Linked DNA regions of Sus scrofa: region 1 is linked to region 2. The links are chromatin contacts, called in public HiChIP or PLAC-seq maps. All regions are on one chromosome and are shown on one strand. Each heading gives the region's core, a stretch centred on a gene start, on an enhancer-like site or on the middle of the called end of the contact. The rest is flanking DNA. Distances are from core to core; before and after follow the strand shown.

Evidence for each region. HiChIP or PLAC-seq counts read pairs in DNA pulled down with a chosen protein or histone mark.
Region 1: a contact with region 2 is called in an H3K27ac HiChIP or PLAC-seq map of alveolar macrophages. The contact joins two enhancer-like sites. A contact is called at or near these places in 1 of 5 promoter capture datasets (fetal liver) and 1 of 2 datasets of contacts at active chromatin or transcription factors (alveolar macrophages).

Annotation. Positions count from the first base shown.
Region 1 is chr12:756,674-762,652 of Sscrofa11.1, forward strand. No RefSeq gene overlaps it. Among named protein-coding and RNA genes, the nearest start is that of CSNK1D, 9.2 kb to the right of the region's middle. Within about 2 kb of position 2,593, at least 57 of the 83 cell types and tissues checked have an H3K27ac peak or open chromatin away from gene starts, as enhancers often do. A contact at or near this core is called in alveolar macrophages, where this site is marked.
Region 2 is chr12:202,539-209,062 of Sscrofa11.1, forward strand. It overlaps LOC106505369 (a long non-coding RNA gene), which reads left to right. Exons shown (of 3, transcript XR_002336888.1): 2 at 2,922-3,058; 3 at 3,997-6,524. Among named protein-coding and RNA genes, the nearest start is that of METRNL, 36 kb to the right of the region's middle. Within about 2 kb of position 2,908, at least 28 of the 83 cell types and tissues checked have an H3K27ac peak or open chromatin away from gene starts, as enhancers often do. A contact at or near this core is called in alveolar macrophages, where this site is marked.

The DNA.
Region 1 (5,979 bases), core at 1,343-3,842, 550 kb after region 2:
GGAAATGACCTGGCTAGTATCCATGAGGATGTGGGTTCAATCCCTGGCCGCACTCAGTGGGTTAGGGATCCAGTGTGGCTGTGGCTGTGGTGTAGGCTGGTGGCTGCAGCTCCAATTCAACCCCTAGCCTGGGAACTGCCATATGCCACACCTGTGGCCCTAAAAATTTAAATACAATAAAACAAGGAGTCCCTGTTTTGGCCCAGCAGCAGAAACTAATCTGGCTAGTATCCATGAGGATGCGGGTTCCATCCCTGGTCTCGCTCAGTGGGTGGGGGATCCAGCATGGCTGGTGAGCTGTGGTATAGATTGCAGACCCAGCTCAGATCCTTCGTTGCTGTGCCGTAGGCCCTGCAACTGTAGCTCCAACTCGACCCCTAGCCCGGGAACTTCCATGTGCCGCAGGTGCAGCCCTAAAAAGAAAAGAAATGAATAAATAAAATGTCTGTTCATGAAAAGACACTAAGACAAGCAGCAAGCCACTAGGACTGGAGAGGATATTTGCAAACCTAGTATCTGACACGGACTGGTCTCCAGACTATGCAAAGAACTCCCACTGCTCCACAGTAAAAAGTCAAAATTGGAAAATTCCATAGTATCTCACTTTTGCTCTTTTGACCACGTTGGAGAAAGGGCCAGCCAAAGCTCCAACATGAATACAACCGTCTTTTATGAAATCAAATCCATGTTTAGGGTGTATGACCTCTTCACCCTGAAGAGGAGAACCAACCAGCCCAAGAAAGTAAATTGGGAGCCGTCCGTAACTAAAGGACACGAGGCCAAAGCATCCGGAAGTAAAAGCTAAGGTGATCACAAGCAGAAGGTGGAATGTGCGCTTTTTCAGATTGACATTTTGAGTTGCCTACATGATGGAAAGTTAAACAAAATGTACACTAACCTCCTTCCTCTTTTATTATCACATACCTCCCTGCAGCGTGACTGAAGCTGGCACTGTGAGGAGTGCCCGCCCAGAACTGCCAGAGGCCAGCAGGTCCTCCTCAGCAACACCACCTGCAACACACAAGTTTAGGTGGGCCCACAGACCAGACGCACTTCCGCTGTCTGAAACAAGGGTTTAAACACGGGGACGGGTATTTTGAATCCACCAAAAACTTGTTCTTCTCAAAAGAAGAACAAAGTACCTAGTCATCAAGACAAGGCAATTGAAAACCACAGTGACATACCACTTGCGTCTTTAGTAGAATGACTGCTAATTTTTTAAGTGCTGGGGTCAAGTAGATAGGATTTGGCTCCTTCACCACTGCAGGCTAGGTTCAGTCCCTGGTCCTGGACAGCAAGTCGCTGTGTGCTGTGGCCGAAAAATACAAAGTGCCGATGAGCATGTAGGGAACGTGGAGCCCTTGTTCGCTGTTCGTGGTGTGCAAACTGAAAGTCGTGGTGGACGATGTGTTGGCTTCTAGTGACACAAAACACTCCTATCCTTTGACCTGGTCCTGGATATCTGGCCAGAGAAATAAAAACATATGTCCACACAAAGACATCCAAAAGAAGGTTAGCAGCAGCTTTATTCGCAATAGGCCAAACCTGGAACCAGCCCAAGAGTCCGTCACAAGGTAGAGGAACACAGTGGAGCCGACCTCGGCTACAGAAATGACCAACTGCTGATGCACCAAACACGGATGGTTTTCAAAAACATTACCCTGAGCGAAGAAGCCTTACACAAAACTATGTTCTTGGTGCATCATGTATGCGACTCCTAGAATATCCAAGACCACAGTGGAAAAAAATCACAACAGTGAATGCCTCTGGTCGGCCGGGGTGGACATGGAATGGGAAGGGCAGGGGGAAACTTTCCGGGTGGTGGGCTTGTTCTCTTTGCCTGGACAGCGTCTGGGCTCACTCAGTGGTTGTATTTGCTAAAGCTCAGCAAATGTATGACTAGGATTTACCAACTTCACTGTGAATTTAACATTAAAAATCTGTGAACAAATGCTACATGCTAAGGGTATGGGTGCTGAAGTATTCGGGGGGAGTGTGCTTATACTTGCAACATAATAATAATATTAAGTTTTTTATAAAAAAGTATGTTTTTACCATAGTGGTGTAATAATATAATGAGCACCTGCAAATCAACCTCCAGCAGCAACATCAGAGCATTTCCAGTAATTGGCGTCTATCGCTGTGCTTCTCCTCCCATACCCAAGGTGTTTAGCATTTTCCAGCTTTAAAAGGTACCTCCCTATGTCTGTATGCTGTTATGTATTGTAAGAGTTTATAACACATTTACAGGCCTAAAAAAAAGACGGACTGACAGATGTCAATGGCAAAGTTTCGGTGGAGTTTACTGGAAAATTACTTCCACTTTGCTGAGTTGCATTATCCGTTGAACAAAGCCCTGAAGGGCAGGGTGGGGGTGAGGCGGGGGTCTGGTCTTTGGGTGTTCCACCCTGGACGAGCGCTTTGCCCAGGGCCAGGGGCCCGGGAGGATAGGCTTCCAGCGTTCTGAGCTGGCCAGCCGGACGCAGCCTCGGCGATCAGCAGGGAACCCCGCCCGGCTGACCCTCCCAGCTCCCTTAGCCGCGGCTACTCCGCACATGACCCAGTCTGGCCAATCACAGAGGCCGACTGGGCCCGAGATGGGCACATGATCCTAAGTAGCCAATCATAGCCCAAGGAGGTCTATTTAAGGTGGAGCTGGCCCCTTCTCCGCAGCTTGGCGTGCTGGCGTTTGCGGCTGTGAGTTTGCTTCTCGTGGGCGGTTGGAGGGGGCGCTGGCGACCGCAGAGAGCTTTCGAGACGCTAGGGGCGCCCACTTGGACCACGAGGCCCCTTGCTGCATCTCCCAGAGGGTGACTTGGGATAAGTCCCGAATAAGCCCGCGAGGTCAGGGGTCGTTGCGGTGGTCGGCCTGGGGCGCATAGTCACGTGTGCTTCTGGGGTCCTGGCTCGCCAGTCCCTGCAAGCCTCCCCCGCTGGCCCACCACTCTATGGCCGCTACGACGTGGCAAGAATAAGCCCCAGGAGGGAGCACAGGGGGCTGCGGAATAAATGCCGGGTCTTTAATTGAAATACAACGCACCGGACTTCCCGTGCGGCTCGCAGCATAACTACTCGGCGTTGCTTCTACAGTGGCTGTGGCTTGACCCCTGGCTGGGGGACTTCCATGTGCCACTTGTTTAAAAAAAAAAAATGCAACGCACCTACTATAAAATTCGCTTATTTAAGCTGTGTGGTTCAGGAGTTCCCGTCATGGTGCAATGGAAACGAATCCAACTAGGAACCATGAGGTTGCAGGTTCGATCCCTGGCCTCGCTCAGTGGGTTAAGGATCCCGCGTTGCCGTGAGCTGTGGTGTAGGTTGCAGATGCGGTTTGGATCTGGCGTTGCTATGGCTCTGGTGTAGGCCGGTGGCTGTAGCTCCCATTCGACCCCTAGCCTGGGAACCTGCATATGCCACGGAAACAGCCCTAAAAAGTTAAAAAAAAAGGGGGGGTGTGTTTCAGTGGTTGTCAGTATATTCAAAGTTGTGCAACCAAACCCCTCTATCGAATTTCCATTTTCATCACCTCAGAAAGAAGCCCTGTACCCATCAGCAGCCATTCTGGGTCCAGTCCCCCCGCCCATTCTAGGCAAAGCACTAATATACTTTCAGTCCCAGTAGCCTTAACTCTGTGGCGCATACTAAAAAATTATTCCGGGTTCATTTGAAGTAGAAGTTTGATTGGATGTCTTGTATTTTCATTTGCTAAGAGTGTTCAAGCATCCTCACCTGACGAGGGGTGACTCTCTTTCCCTATTGTCTAGTTTTCTCTATATTTAAAAATAGTTCAGAAGTTCCCAGTGGCCTAGCAGCTAAAGAACGGGTGTTGTCACCGCTGTGGCTCAGGTCACTGCTGCAGCATGGGTTTGAAACCTGGCCTTGGGAACTTAAGCATGCTGGTGTGCAGCCAAAGAATACATTTACATGTGATAGTTCACAGCGAGTTTCCTAGGTCACATTTCAATGTTGTCTTTTAACCATTTCCCAGTTTCACTACGCAATGGCTCAGTAACCCTTCCTTTCACCTGGAGGCCCTGCGGGAGGGAACCGGGGCTGGTGCCTCCCCTCCCTGCCCTCTTAGCGGAGTAAACAGGCTGGGAGGCCTCACCAGCCTAGCCAGAAGCAGGCGGGCTCTGTGGCTTTGGGGCTAGCCTTCCAGTTTCACAGCTCCCTCTTTCTCTGAGAGTCAAGTTCATCACACGTCTCAGGTTGTGGAATATGATCGTGCTTTGTAGTGCGAGGCCCTTTCTTGTTTCGTCTGTTTGTATTTTACTGATTCATTTCCTGCTCTCATTCCCTGACCCCATAGGCAGCCCTTCCGATGGGTTTTGTGTGTTTTGTTTGCGTGTATGTTTTTTCACCTCAGAGGATGGTTTGACTTAAATATTAAGTGAATACTAATTATCAGTACAATATGAGCCAGCTAGGGGTAATGGGGGAGATCTTCCTTGTTATGGTAACAATGGGAGCCTGCAGCAAATATCTTTTTTCTTTAGAGCCATTTTCTTTGTTTATTACTCAGTGAGGTTATTACATTTATAGTTGTACAAAGATCATCACAATCCAGTTTTATAGGATTTCCACCCCCCACCCCCCACACTGTCTCCTTTGGAAACTATAAGTTTTTCAAAGTCTGTGAGTCAGTATCTGTTCTGCAAAGAAGTTTAAAAAAAAAAAAACAAAAAACCCAAAACTGATGTTCCCGTTGAGGCTCAGCGAAACAAATCTGACTGGTATCCATGAGGACGCAGGTTCGATCCCTGGCCTCGCTCAGTGGGTTAAGGATCCGGCGTTGCCGTGAGCTGTGGTGTAGGTTGCAAACAGGGCTCGGATCCGGCGTTGCTGTGGCTCTGGTGTAGGCCGGCAGCAACAGCTCCAATTGGACCCCTAGCCTGGGAACCTTTGTATGCCACAGGTGCAGCCCTAAAAAGACCGAAGTAAATAAATAAAAATCAGTAACAAATAGACTAGACCTGCTTTCTTCCAGGCAAGTGTCAAATGCTCTTCCGTTCCTATGCTTCGCAGCACCTTTCTCCCTCTGCTGTGAGGATGAACTACGCGAGGTGTTTGATGTTAAATCCAGACCTTGAGGCCTGTTTCTCACTTACCACGGGGGCCCGACCTAGCGTTTTATCTCAGATCTTTTGCATCCAAGTTCCTGAGTGAAACGGGCTTCTCATCTTCTCTTCTCATTTGTCTGGTTAGGAGCCAGAGTGAGCTGGACACATCCCACTCTCTTCCACTTTCTGGAACATTCTGTCCAAGGCAGGAATTAACTGGTCCCTGGAATCAGGGTGGGACTCTCATAAAAGCAGCTTTGGCTCCAGGCTGGGGGAGGGGACGGCCCTGGCAACCACTTTTTAATCTATTCCTGCTTTTTGCTTCATTCTGCTCTTCTTTTTCCCACTTTATATATTTTTGGGAATTTATCTACCTCATTTCGGTTTTCAACTTTGTTAGTGTGTACAGTTTCCTAATTCTATTATTTTTTTTTATTTTAAAAATTTTATTATTGTTTTTGGCTGCACCCATGGCATGGGGGAAGTTCCTGGGCCAGGGATGGCACGTGCCCCACAGCAGTGACAGCACCAGACCCTTAACCACTAGGCCACCAGGGAGCCGTGTCTGCGACCTACACCACAGCTCATGACAACACTGGATCCTTAGCCCCCTACATGAGGCCAGGGATCGAACCTGTGTCCTCATGGATGCTAGCCAGATTCGTTTCTGCCGAGCCACGATGGGAACGCCCCACGTTCTATTATTTGGAAACTCAGGTTGTGCTGCAGCTCGTGCTCTCTGGCTCTTCTGCTTGCTTGTCTCTCTTCCTGCCTTTCTGCTGGAGGGCTTTCCTGTGGTTCTTCTTGCAATGACCAGCTTTGGGTTTTGTCCCTCTGCCCTCTTCCTGCTCTCCCTCACGCCAACCTTGACCTCTGCCCTTTTCAATTTCTTTTGTATCTTCTCCTCGTGTCTTTGGAT
Region 2 (6,524 bases), core at 1,658-4,157:
ACAATGGGACAGGTATGGACAATGGGACAGGTACTGTGACAATGGGACAGGTACGGACAATGGGACATCTAAGGACAATGGGACAGGTACTGTGACAATGGGACAGGTACAGACAATGGGACATCTAAGGACAATGGGACAGGTACGGACAATGGGACAGGTACAGACAATGGGACATCTAAGGACAATGGGACAGGTACGGACAATGGGACAGGTGTGGAGAACGGGACATCTAAGGACAACGGGACAGGTACGGACAATGGGACAGGTACTGTGACAATGGGACAGGTACGGACAATGAGACAGGTACTGTGACAATGGAACAGGTACGGACAATGAGACAGGTACGGACAATGGAACAGGTACGGACAATGGGACAGGTACAGACAATGGGACATCTAAGGACAACGGGACAGGTACGGACAATGGGACAGGTACTGTGACAATGGGACAGGTACAGACAACGGGACAGGTGTGGAGAACGGGACAGGTGTGGACAGCAGGACACGATGCCAGTGAGGAAAAGGGCACAGAGTTCTTCTGAACGACACGAGACGGTCTCCAAGAAACAGAATTAAGCTGGAAAGAACAGTGCACCACCCAAGTGTGGGCTGCGGTGTCTATTTCCCTCCAAAGAGAACAGGATGCAAAGGGGAGAAAGAGGAACCTGAGCTCTGCATGCTCAGGAATCCGGGGGGATGGGCAGAGCCCTGGGACTCGGCTGGGCGGCCAACAGTGCGCCGGCAACCTGGCCATCGCTCAAGTTCCTTTGTGGTGACCCAGTCAGGAGCACAGTGTCTGGGGAGCTGGACCAGAGCAGTCCGGAGGGCGAACAGCCAACCCCACATCACCAACGTGCACCTTCCTGGGGTCCTTTCACTGTAAACCCACAGCGAAGCATCCTGGGAAAATCTCAGAACCTCGGCAAATCCATGCACACGTGGCCCTCATGCCAGACCTCCGAGAGGCCGAGACTCCTGCTCAGATCCCATCCACCCTCTCACCGAGCCGCCTCCCCCGCAACTGGCTGGGGCTACCGGCAGGCCGGGAGCAGGAGAAGCCCTGGCGGCCTCGCTCTGCAGGACGTTAGTCTCATGAGAGGAGCAAATGAAGCCGGATGCCCACTGCCCAGGGCACGTCCAGTCACCACCTCGAGCCCACAGACCCGGCTCGAACGCTGCATGGACCCGGCCCCCAGAAGGTGTCCAGGACCCTGTGGTGGACACCACCAGCCCCTGCCCTCCCTACAGCACTGGGGTGGAGGTAAAGGAGGGGCTGGGTTGGGACCCCCCTCCCCTGGACAGCCGCAGGGGCGGGGGTCTTCCCGGGGGCTTTGGCACGGCCACAGCGACCCTTCCAGCAGAGGGAAGTCACAGCGTGGAGCAGCTCTGGAGAGCAGGCCCCTGAGCGGTGGCAAGGGTGTAAGCATTGAGGGGTGGCCGCCGTCCTGCCCAGGAGAGCCCAGGCCCCGGGGGTCCCTGCAGGCAGACTCTCGGGGCACTCAGAGCCCTGCTGAGCGTCCCTTCCTCACACCTCTCTGCTCTGAGGTCTCAAGGGCCTCGATGCGCCAGGGACGGTATTGGCAGTTGCTTTAGCTTTCGTGTGGGGGGAACAGGCCGAACTAAAAGGAAGTTTGAACCAGTCCTCAGACTCGGGGCATACTTAACTCTCCCTGAAATTCAGAGCTGCCATGCGGATTCTCCGGATGTTGGGTGGAAGCTTGTTCGGCTCAAGAATCCTGTCTTGCGCGGCTGTGAAGCAGACCCAGTTACAAACCATACGACGCAAACGTCTGAAGACCAGAAACAGGCTCTTTCCATAGGCAGATGCCTGGGTACCATCAGGACACCCAGGGCAGTGCCACTCAGGACACCAGGCCCAGGAAGCTGGCCGGGACCCTCCACTTTCTTCACAAACACCCAGACTGTAAGTCCCACCGTGATGTGCCCCCGGAGACGAACCGGGGTGAGCTGCAACCTCCGGTGTGAACAGCGAAACCCAGGCCAGTGGGCACCTGGTCCTGACCTCTGACCCACACCGCCACCTTCCCTGAGCGCCAGGAGGCGACCTGAGTTCTCAGTGACTGTCCATGGCAGGGGTGTGGGTCAAAGGGACATGCATGGGTCAAGGGACATGAGGGCCGTCAGCTTATCCCAGAGCCCTGGGGCAGACGCGGCGGCGAGGCCAGCTGAACCGTGGAGCCCTGAGCAGCCCCAGCTTCTCCAGCCATTTCCCCATCTTCTCCATTCCCTGTCTCCTTGGGGACAAGAAGCTGTTTTGAAGAGCAGACCCTACCTGGCCACACCACCCAGGCCTGGCCACCCCCTAGCCGTGGGGCTGTCACACAGGACAGAGCTACCTCAGTGGCCACCAGGGTCCAGCAGCACATGGGGCCCAGCGTGGGAGCCTTGGGGTGCTCCATGTGAGCTTTGGGGTGCTCCATGTGAGACTCAGGGTGTTCAAGGGGAGCCTTGGGGTGCTCCTGCAGGAGCAGACAAAGGAGACAACCAGGGAAGCTGCCCCAAACTGCTGCTTTGAAAGGAAGCCTCTCTCCCTCACTCCCCTCCATCGGGGGCTGACCCCCCCAGACTCATAGGGGCCAGAGCTTCCTGCCAGTGCCTGCACCCCGCTTCCCACCCAAGAGGATCTCCCCGCTCAGGCTCCACCGCTCAGACCCCTCCCCAGGTTGGGTCAGGCCAGGCTCCGCCGCCGTGGCAGGAACCACATCTGAGGGCGGGCATCGGGCGAGGGTGGGGGCCGCGCTGCCCCAGAGGCGTGGCCCGCGTCCCCTCCCGCGCAGATGTTTCCTGCTGACGCTGCACATTCCTGCTTTAACGCGATGCCCGCCCAGCATGAGGCACGTGGTGGAGATGTGCCGACCCAGCCCTTCATCTCGCTGTCGCAATTCATTCTCTTGGCAGAGGCTTGGGGGCTGAGCTGGAGTCTCGGTTCTCCACGGACGCGGGCTGCCCCCAACCCAGGGTGTGGCCGGAAAGGCAGCTGGGAGTGACGCATCACGGCCAGGGGAGCATCTGACCACAGCTTTCAGATGTGAGACGTGAGTGCCCCGAAGAAGCCCTGTGCCCTCCCCAGACGGCTGTCCCCACACACGGAAGCGTCTGAGAGCTCCGGCTGCCTCATCCTGAGGGCCTGTAAGGTGGCCGCCACCCCCCCGCCCCCACGCGACCCTGAGGGCAGCTTCTAGGGGATGCCCTTCTTCCCTGGGCTCTTCCAGATCAGCTCTGCCCTGCTCACTGGCTGGACGCTGGTCTGCACCCTTGGCCTTGATCCAACCCCCAGAGGGTGTCACACCTGCCAAGCCTCCAGGGCCTCTGCATCCCAGCCACCTGACAGCTGGGGTCTCTCTGGGACCAGCCTGCCCCTGGGTGCTGCAGGTCTGTCCCGTCTCAGAACGGCCCCTGCAGGTGCAGCTCCCTGCCCCACCCCCATCCCCGCCCTGTGCGGCTCCTGCGGCTTTCTCACCGAAATCACAGCTTTCTCACCTGAAATCACGGTGCCCCCTCACCGTGTCCACACTGGCTCCTTGCATTCATGCTCCACGCTGCGTTCTCACCTATATCTGCCCCACAAACACGCCTCCAGGGCGACATCAACTGCTAATGGTTTTAACTGTGGGACCGTCAGAGTAAAGGCGAGAGTAAAGAAAACTCTCGGGACAGCCGAGGTCAGTGGTTCTCAACCCTCGCCCTGGCCCAGGCTGCCTGCGCCCGCCTCGTCCACGCACCGCAAGGCACAGCCTACACGTCACGTTTGCCAAAACACGAGAACTGCTACCGAATTTAACCACACCCCACTATCACCTAGAAACTTACTGGCCTCAAAGCCAACTAAGTGGTCAGTGTCCAGAGTTCCCCAGTCATCTCACTTCATACAGCTGGCTTTTTAATCAGAATCCAAACAAGATCTGCCAACGCCGACTGGTCAGACGCCCAGGCCGAGTAACACCCTCCACCCTGTTTCTTTCTCGCCTTGTAGGAGGAGCTGAGCTCTCGGCCCCGTGGAGTTTCCCTCGTGGCTTCAGCGGGCAGCGTTCCAGGTCCCCGACCATCCTCTGTGCCCGTGTGTGCTGCAAGCCCCTGGTGGCTGTTTCCATCGTCCCATGAGCCCATGGGGCTCCTGCCCTGGACACAGTGATGGGCCTGCAGCCCCTCCAAGCTCCTCTGTCCCTTCCCACCTGCACTGACGGCCAGGCCTGTTTTTCTGTGATGGGGGGCTCGCCCCTTTCAGCCCTAAGGGCCCCTTGGCTTCCAAACCTGGATTCAGAGACCAGCCCAGGTCACAGGTCACAGGCTGCAAGGCTTCGAGTCCTGAACAGTTTCTATGAACAAAACAAACCAGGCGACAGCCCTGGCAGGTGTCGGTCCCTCAGTGCCCCTGCCCTGTAGGTGCCCAGGTTCCGCAGCGGGGCTCCTGCCTCCTCCAAGGGACCCTTCTCCCACAGGGTGTCGGGGGGCATCTGGGGAGACCCGTGCACGACGGTGCCAGGCAGGCCTCGTGGGGGCCCTGCGCGTCCTCCTGCTCCACCAACTTCCCACCGCATTCCCTGGTTCAGAAGTTGCCTCGTCAACACCATGGCAGGATCTGAGCTCCCCACAGCAGCTCTCAGACTCTGGCCCCTCCGTCCTACCCCCATCCCCTTCCCCAGATGCCTTGGACAAGAGGACACGCTGCCTGTTCAGCAGTCCCCCCATTTCATTGGCAGGAAGGAGGTTCCCATTCAGAAAGCAGGACTTTTCACCTCCTCCTTAAATCCAAGATAATCTAGGACCTGGGCTGTAGGTATAGCTTTCTGGCACCCTGGTCATTTTGGTCAAACAAAATGCCCCAGCCTGTGTCCTGACCTGCACACCCTACCTGCTGATGGGTGCAGAAAGCCCCCAGCTGTCCTGGGTGCAAAAGCAGGCTCTCCCTTCCCCACCGTGAGGCTGTGTCCGGTGAGACCCTCCCCTGCAGACACGGGCACACTGGGCACGTGCTGAGATGCTAGGAGAACCAACTGGATCCGGAACATTCTCCCGCCCCGCCCTCTCACCCACGATTTCTCCAGCCTCACACCCTGGCTGCCCCCACGGCCTCCCCTGCCTGTTACTGGTGCATGTCCACCCTCTGCACCTCCCCTGCTCCCCGTTTCTACCAGAACAGAACCCAAATCTCTGTGCCAGGCCTGTGACCCTCTATTGCCGCAGAATAAGAATTAGTGACTTAAAATGATAACAGGCATCGACTGGCCTCACAGATTCAATGCGTCAGAATTTGGGGTCTCGGCATGTCTCACCTGAAGACTTGCCTGGAGCCAGCAGCCCCCCATGCCGCCCTTCACGTGGCTGGGGGCTGGTGCTGGCTATTGGTGGTTCCCACGGCACAAGCCTCTCCCAGGCAACTAGCCCGTCCTTGGACAATGGCAGCTGGCTTCCCCCAGAGCAAGGGTCCCCAAGGACAACACCCCTGCCTCTGACCCTAGCCCCGGAGAGCGCACAGCATGCAGCACCCACATCCCGCTGACCCTGCCAGACCTCGGCGTCCAGGGAAGAGGTACTGGGTGCTACCTCAGGAGAGAGTGCAGCTGTTTGCTCACCTCCACACTGGCATCCGAGGCCCCCCAGCCCATCCCACCGCCTGAGGAGATGCACAAGCGACGCCTACATGTTAAAGTCTCACTCCCTGCAGGGGAGAAACCTGTGTGATTTTGTTCACACGAGCACAGGGACTTATAGCGGCACCGAGGGCCAGCATGGCGTGAGCAGGAATTGAGGGAGCAGGTGGCCAGCTGGCCAGGGCCACGTCCCAGGCTGCACGTGAAAGGCCTCTCCCCCAGGGCTGGTCAAGTGGATGGTACCTTGACAGATGCGCCTGTCTCTGCAAACACTGAGCCCCAGCCCCCTGACAGTTTCCCAGGTTTCCCTTTACACAAAGCCCCCTTCTGCGGAGAAAACTCTGACCCCCATTTTATATACAGACATTGCATGCAGCTGCCGTGAACGAGCAGGGAGCACCCACCACAGGCCTCCCACCCCTCCTCTCTGCCGTTTGAATCCTTCGTGGTCCAGGTTCCCTGGAGGACACGGCCGCATTTGGGGGAGGCTGTGAAACAGCTCAGAGAATCACGCAGCAGCTCAGTCTGGCACCGTCGTGCAGAGGGGCGGCCAAGCCTGCTGGCCCCTCTGCTCACTGAGCTCGTTTCCAGTCTGTGCATCCCCAGTTTCTCTTTGCCACTCCTCCAGCATCACCTGGTGACCTTCTGATGCTTTGGGTCATTGCTCATCAGACCCAGCCTTTTTTTCAGATGGCACTCCATTCTGTGCAGGCCTTGTCAGTGCCTTTATTATTGATCTGCATTGACATTCTTCCAGCCCACCTCCACCCGTGCCAGGGATGGCTGTGCCACCTGGAATCTGACCCACCTGAGGCATAGTGGGTGGTGGGATTAGAGGCTGGTGAAAGAGAAAAGGTCTCTGAGGAAGGACAGCTGGGGCTGTGGGGGGCTCTCCAGCCAGTACCTGCCC